Regions from separate parts of the Drosophila melanogaster genome. Here region 1 is linked to region 2. A link is a contact called in public Hi-C data. All regions are on one chromosome and are shown on one strand. The core of a region is the stretch at or near the end of the contact, and the rest is flanking DNA. Distances in the headings are between cores, read along the strand shown.

Evidence for each region. Hi-C and Micro-C count contacts between places; a contact is called where the count stands out from the background.
Region 1: a contact with region 2 is called in a Hi-C map of the Kc167 cell line, with 2.8 times the contacts expected there. The contact joins the promoter of CG14810 here to the promoter of prage in region 2. A contact is called at or near these places in 24 of 107 Hi-C or Micro-C datasets (the Clone 8 cell line, the Kc167 cell line, the OSC cell line and 7 more) and 2 of 6 datasets of contacts at active chromatin or transcription factors (both in the Kc167 cell line).

What each region holds. Positions count from the first base shown.
Region 1 is chrX:1,817,894-1,821,648 of dm6, forward strand. CG14810 reads right to left here and starts at 2,448. Exons shown (of 3, transcript NM_130585.2): 1 at 2,414-2,448; 2 at 2,290-2,347; 3 at 1,602-2,228. The coding sequence starts at 2,319. The coding sequence ends at 1,650. The region is part of intron 2 of prage (prage,); the gene reads left to right. It overlaps CG14811, which reads right to left. Exons shown (of 2, transcript NM_130586.2): 2 at 3,576-3,755. The coding sequence ends at 3,607.
Region 2 is chrX:1,772,301-1,775,954 of dm6, forward strand. It overlaps prage (prage,), which reads left to right and starts at 1,419. Exons shown (of 4, transcript NM_001258549.1): 1 at 1,419-1,922. Adar (Adenosine deaminase acting on RNA) reads left to right here and starts at 1,425. Exons shown (of 11, transcript NM_166903.3): 1 at 1,425-1,895. The coding sequence starts at 1,872.

The DNA of each region.
Region 1 (3,755 bases), core at 1,198-3,697, 47 kb after region 2:
AGCGCCTTCGCCTGTCGGACATCGTACATTGCCTCAAATTTCCGTTTCTTTAAATCCATTTCGATGGATGTGTAGGTCCACACGCACATGGCCACCATCCGTCCATCCGACGGTGGTGGTGGCTGTGATTCAGAGCCCTTTCATTCCAATTCAGCATGCAGATAAGCTCTTCGCACACACCCGTTAATTCCGTTAAACAAATGTCACTCGCCAAACAAGTCCGGCTGCCATCAAACGCCCGTCAATCACCGCAGACAATGCAATCCCGGTCCAAGCAACTGTCCAGGACATGGGAACGTGGATCCAATGGGCGAGGCTTTCTTAAACTCAATTATGGAGCACAAAAAGAATGCTCTCAAGGCGTAAAAACGATAGGAGCGATCAACTCGCTGGATATGTCTGCATAATATTCGACTTTATTTTGTACTACTCGTACTATTACTATTAGTTACTATCTTTGGCTAGGCATTAGGACTAGTCCTCCGATTTTAATAAGCCATTTGTTTGCAGACTATATTGAGAACCTGGCTAATCCGTGTCCTGACCAAAACCGAATGCTGTTTCAACAGTGGGCGGTAATAAGATAATAAGATAATGACAACGTGTGATCGGTAAAATTACCATATAATAGTTATAATAATATAATATAATATTATATATATATATTATATAATATATTATATAACATAATAGTTATAATAATATAATAGTTACACCTCTAGTTTTAAAAATTGTAGTTAAAACGCGAAATTTCATTCAATCAATTTCAATCAATAGATTCTGGGGAATAAAATGAGAAACAAATTAAAAAGTTTTCGAAGGTGTGGGCGTGACCGGTTTGGCGGCTTTAGGGCGTTAGAGTGGGCGTGGCAGTTTTGTGCAGTTTGTAGGCATTAGAGAGGGCGTGGCAACATAGGTCAACAAACTAGCCTCTAGAATTTGTATGCTGAATCTTAACCTTCTAGCTTTTATAGTTTTTAAGATCTCTACGTTTATAGGGACAGACAGACATGGCTAGATCGACTCGGCTATTGATCCTGATCAAGAATATATATACTTTATATAGTCGGAAATACTTCCTTCTGCCTGTTACATACTTATCAACGAATCTAGTATACGCGTCTTTTGTTTTTCTTGTTTTTTTTTATTCTATTCATGGTATAGACCTAACTAAGCTAAGCACAACAAACTAGTTTAAACAACGTGAGCTTTAAATGCCCATTAAGAAAGAAGCAAATACTCAACCCTGGTGCGGAACCTTGCTAAAAGCTACACCATACTTTTGTGCCAGACTATGAGGCCCTAAAATTGCGTTGATTGGAAATTTTTGTAATCGAAACAAGCGAGCAGTGAAACCCTTATTAAAAATTACATGACAATTTCACAGAATATAAAGCCAATAGATAAATTAATTGCAAACAGCCATCCATGTGGATAATTGCGTCATGTTCGAGGTTCGTGCTATAAGACCGCATTTTCCGATATTGGTTCAACCTGAACAGAAGCACCTCTACGTGATCATGAGTCATACGAGCCGATCCGAGTTGTAGATAACCATATACCCAATTGCATAAGTCGCCCCAATGAGTCAATGAATAGTTATAATAGTCGTAGCGCTCAGCTAGCTTGATTTATTAGTCCTTGCATTTCTAGAAGGTAAAGCCGAAATTTTTGGGCGGCTTCGGGATGGCGCCTTTCGAGGTCGATGTAGCTGGGTTGATGGAGCCACTGGTCATATTTAGATCCTGTACTTCATCCTCCTCCTCCTTCGCCATCATCATCTCATCATCCTCCTCCTTCGCCATCATCATCTCATCATCCTCCTCCTCCTCATCATCATCATCCATCAGCACGGACATATCAAAATTGGACTCAATTGGGAGGTTAATTGAGTTGCGGCGGACAAGCGAGCAGCGACGGTTGGGAGCTGGCTTTGGTGGATCATCCGGGAACTCATTGGTGAAAGAATAACGACGACGCGGTTGCACAGCCTGTTTTTTCAACGACATGCCGGCCAATTCACGGGTCAGGTCCTCTGCGACACGATGGACGCGGCTGAATCGCGAAACGGATACAGTCTTCTTTTTCACCCCATTGGTCAAGCCCCCTGCGGCACGATCGGTGCGGATGAATCGTGAAAAGGTCGTAGTCTTCTTTTTCATCCCATTGGACTTGGCAAAACTTGGCACGGGAGAACTCATCATCGTCGATTCGAATCTCTTGTTCTTCTTCAAGGGAATACAATTATAGGCAAAACGCGAAATACCAATATTACACTCTTGAACATACCGAAATGGATGCCGGTAGATTCTTTTCCATCTTTGGCTTAATTATGACTTAGCGCAGTCTTGATTATTTAAGTAACGAACAAAAACAATTAGTCGAATATAGAGCTATATAGTATAGAACTCACTGGTCGTCGTCCTCAATCGTAATGACCTATCCTTTTGGCTCAGAAAAACAAGTTGACTATCACGTTGAAGTTTCTGGAGCAGAGTTCTTAGAATTTAAATTTGCCCTTTACTAATGGCTCCACTGTTATCGATAGGGTGGCAACCCTACTTGATAGATTATTAGAGATGTGCTTCTTATTGTTTCCTAGTCAGAAGTTCAAGATTTTAAGATCATTTCATATCGTTTATATTGTTTCGTGTTTTCAAGGCTTTGTCACTTTGTATTGTAATTCATCAGGGACTCTTCTCTAACCAATTGAACGAACGCCTTTGCCAGCGAATCGCGAACAGTTGAGATCTCAAGCTAAAAGGTTGAGATTCAGCATACAAATTCTAGAGACAAGGACGCAGCACAAGTTTGTTGACTTTACTTGCCACGTCCACTCTAATTTTGAACCAATTATCGAAAATTTTCATTTTCTTAAAAATTTCTATTGATTTGCCAAAAAACTTTTTGCTACGCCCACTATAACGCCCTAAAGCTGCCAAATCGGTCACGCCCACACTTTGGAACAATTTTCAAATTTTTCCTGATTTTATTACCCAATATCTATCCCAGAAAAATGATTAAATTTCGCAATCGCATTCACACTAGCTAAGTAACGGGCTTTCTTGTTTTGAATTGGCTTTCTTAAAAATAGAAATTCAAAATGTAACAACAAGGCAAACCTTGCCTTCATTCATACAAAAGTCTTAACTAATTGAATAGCTATAGACCAATGTGGGGGTAATATCAATTCTGAAAGCTTTGGTGAAATCCTCAGCGCGTGTTCAACCAGTGAAGGCAACCTCTGCGGGCTTTAATGCCTCAATTGTTTTATTCATGGTATAGTCTTAACTAAGCTAAGCACAGAAAACTAGTTTAAACAACGTAAGCTTTAAATGCCCATCAAGAATGGAGCAAACCGTGAAGCGTGGTACAGAACCCTGTAAAAGCTACACCATACTTTCGTGCCACACTATGAAGCGCTAAAATTGCGTTGATTTGAAATTTCTGCAATCGAAGCAAGCGAGCAGTGAAACCCTTATTAAAAATGACATGACAATTGCGACATAAGTTGCCCCACTGCGTCAATGAATCCCTAAGCCCGATCCCGACCAAGTTATAATAGTCGTTGCGCCCAGTTAGGTAGATTTATTAGTCACAGCATTTCTAGAAGGTTAAGGCGAACTTCTTGGGCTGCTTCGGGATTGCGCCTTTCGAGGTCGATGTAGCTGGCTTGGTGGAGCCGCTGTTCTCATTTAGATCCTTCACTTCATCCTCCTCCTTCTCCTCCTCCATCAGCACGGGCATAGCAAAAT
Region 2 (3,654 bases), core at 169-2,668:
CAACTCCAATGAACGTCTCTGTTGGGCGGAATTTGAGCTTCCTCCGCTCCGATCAATCTAATCTAAATATCTAAAACCATCCATTCGTAGGAGTGCTTGCGTCAAAAGATGTTTCTATGCGAAGATACAAATTTGAATATACCCCGCACCCAGAATATCAAACAAAAGCTGATGAAAATTTCAATTCTATTTTTAGGAGGAAACAACGATGAATCAATTGCGAATTTACTGCTTAAGAATGTAATATTTCGTCATAGCTATGATTCTCCAGGACATGCCAATGTAAAATCGCCGCTAGTTTTTATACAACTACAGCGGTGATTATGCTTTAGCTATGATTACTAGGTGGTAATAAACAAACTACTGAAAAGTAATGATTATACCTTAGCTATGATTAATACTAGGTGGTAATAAACTACTGAAAAGTAATGAATGGAACTGCATCGAAGTGCGTCAAACAGTCACCAGATGGCGCTACATATGTATCATCGCGGAGCTTTGCAAGGGAGCGCGCACTCACTAAGTTGGGAAGGCGTCCTCGCTAAAGCCCATTGACAATCCGGTGTGACCAGCACCAGGACATAAAAAAATACTAATGGGTGCAACTAAACCAAGTAACAGAAAAAACACAATAACATCGCAATGGCGATATCGATGTTAGCATATATATAATTAATATACACTTTCATTAACAATTTCGTATTTAGTGCTAAATAAATTTTAAAAACTAAAGAAAGAATGTGAGCCGATAAAAACTAACGAAACATATTTTTATATCAAAAGAATTTTTATGTAGCTATTTGAATTTTAGTATTTGAAGCCTGTTAGATTTCATGCAAAATTAAACGGGATCCATTTCTGAAAAATATATACGCAAGAAAAAAGTTCTTCATTAAAAGTTGATTAATTATGTATGGAAACCAAAAAATCTATATCAGTTAAAAGTAAAATTAATTTTAAACACACAAGATAAATGGATAAGTAAAATCGTTAGGTACCTAAACAAACTGTTGCAGTATATTCACAATATATTCACAAATTGGGGTACAATTTCCGCAAAGTAGTGTGTAAGTTTAAGTACACCAAGTTAATTTTTAGTATTATAAGTGAATTGTTCGAAAAGTAACTCTTAAAACAGGCACTCGTTAGTATAACGTTTTCCAACAATTCTGTTACCATGCTCTGGATAATATAGTTTTTGTAATTGAAGGTAAAGAATGTTAATGTATGAAAGAAGGTGAATTAAATGCAAACCATTTTTTTTAGACCAATGTGCCTAACAAATCATACAATTACTACAACTAATACTACTCATTTCTACGGTGGGAAATTTTGTTAACAGCTACTGTTGGCAGATATCCAAAATATCGATATAAGCGGACTGATTCGAGCAGTAACATTACGATGTAAGTATCGATATTAGATATTGTGATAACTGCTCACATCGCTAGATTCCGAGCAACAAAAAAGCGACGAAGGGTCATTGTTATTTTTTCTAATGCAATGTAATGCAGCAAATGTGCAGATTTGAACAAGTGTAACGCGATTTATGTTTAATCCGCATCGAGGAACCAAATCGAAGTAAACGCGCGGCCAGAGAAAAGAGCAGCACCGCACCGAAGATAAAACAAACAAGCATTGATTTGTTTGTCCGGCCATGTCAGTGTGTGTGTCACAAGGGCTTGCAAGTGTGTGCGTGTGTCCGTGCGTGTACGTGGGTGCTTTTTTTTTTCTCCCGAGTGCCGCCAAGTGAAATATGCAATTGCACGCCACTGCAGTTGCAGCCACACAAATCCTATCCTAATCGACGAAACAGCGAAGCGAGGAGGCTAGAATCGGCTGCCCAACGAAGAGAGCAGAACCGTTAACAAATGACACTCTGCCGATACAGCGAAGTAAAAATCAATAATTAGAGCAAAAAGGTATGCAGTAGCCAGAAAAGAACAGAACCCAATATACATGTGCACACATCTGCAGCCGTGTGTGTGTGTGTGTGTGTATGTGTCGTTGTATATCGCGTATCGCATTCATGCAAATAAAAGGCAAGCGACGGAAGTCAATAGATTTTATAGGTATTGTGTCCCGAAATAGGAGCAATTCCCCCCGATAAGTGCCGCAAAACGGCATAATAGGTGGAGCAAAGTGGATAGTGAATAGTGGGTAGTGGATAAGGGGTGTTACGTAGCTACATGGCAAAAACAAAAAAACAAAACACAAACACAGGGACACACATGCAAAAGCACATGCGACGTAACATTCCGATTCCGACCAACATCAAAGCGGAAGAGAACGAAAGAGGAGGAGGAGAGAGAGGAGCGAGTGGCGAAGAGAGGAAGGAAAGAAGAAGGGAAAGGCTTCACTGCTGCATTGCAGTGAATTGCGTTCATCTGCCCCTCGCGAACTTCCCCTGTTCACTTTGCATTTCACTTTCTTGAGCGAAACAAACAAGCCAACAAGCTATAGGCCAATAAGTTTGCATCCATTCTTGCAGCGAGTCTCAAAAGTCGCTCAGATACATATACAGCTACAGATTGAGATCCAGGTTCAGACTCAGATTCATTCAGAATGCGCGGCTCGTAGAGGAAGAACACGAGATACATCTGACCATGTGTAATTACCTAATGTGGCGCAGAGCTTAGTGCATAAAAGAGCAGATAGTAAGGTGCCTGCATAAGTTGTATACTGTGTGTAGTGCACTTTTGGCCAGCCAGTCGATGGCTACGACGGCTATGGGCCCGATTGGCCAATTCACGAGAGTGTGGGTGTACGAAAATCGATAGAATCGTGTAACTTGGGCATACAAGTACGTATGTTTAATGTTGCATGCATGTGGAATGTACATACATATATACGCATGCCTATAATCATGCTTATGAGCAGTTTTCTAGTTTCAAGAGTCGAGATTGTATGCGATGTCTTTATATCTTGCCGTCCCGACCAAGACCAATCAATGATCTGATTTGACTGATAGATAGATAGATATATAGATAAATAGATAGATATATAGATAAATAGATAGATATATATAGGTAGGTAGCTAGATAGATAGGTAAATACTTACATACATACCACATTGTATGCCTAAGCCCTACGAACTGCATTCTAAATGGACACGAAAATGAAACAGAATCCAATCGGAAGGAGAGGAGAAATTCTTATTAGACTTACATACTCTCAGGTGGGACTAGATTCGTAGCTTTGATTTAATTAATAGACTAATTATTAGCATTGAATTTTATGTTGTTAACAAAGAGCTTCTGCTTCAGTTCATATCGGTTTGATGTTACTTTTCTGAATATTGGTAGTTCATCATCATAGTCCTTTAAATCATAAATCACCATTAAAATAGCACAACAGATTTCACCAAGATATATAAAGTACATGAAATTCGATTCCAGAGTCATGTTAAACAGCGCTAATAACAATTCTCCCCAGCACGTAAGTAGACGAAAATCGTCATTAAAAATTAGATTTCTTTATAACTTGCTTATGCGATGTTTATGTATGTAAATGTACTTTTACGAATTCTCCAACACAGCTTGCATGTTAAGTTTACGCAAAATTGCATATGTACGCTTAGATTGAATCGGTCGATTTCAGGACTTTACTTTTAAGAACTCTACTATAGTCAGAAATTTAAAGGCAGTGAAGCAA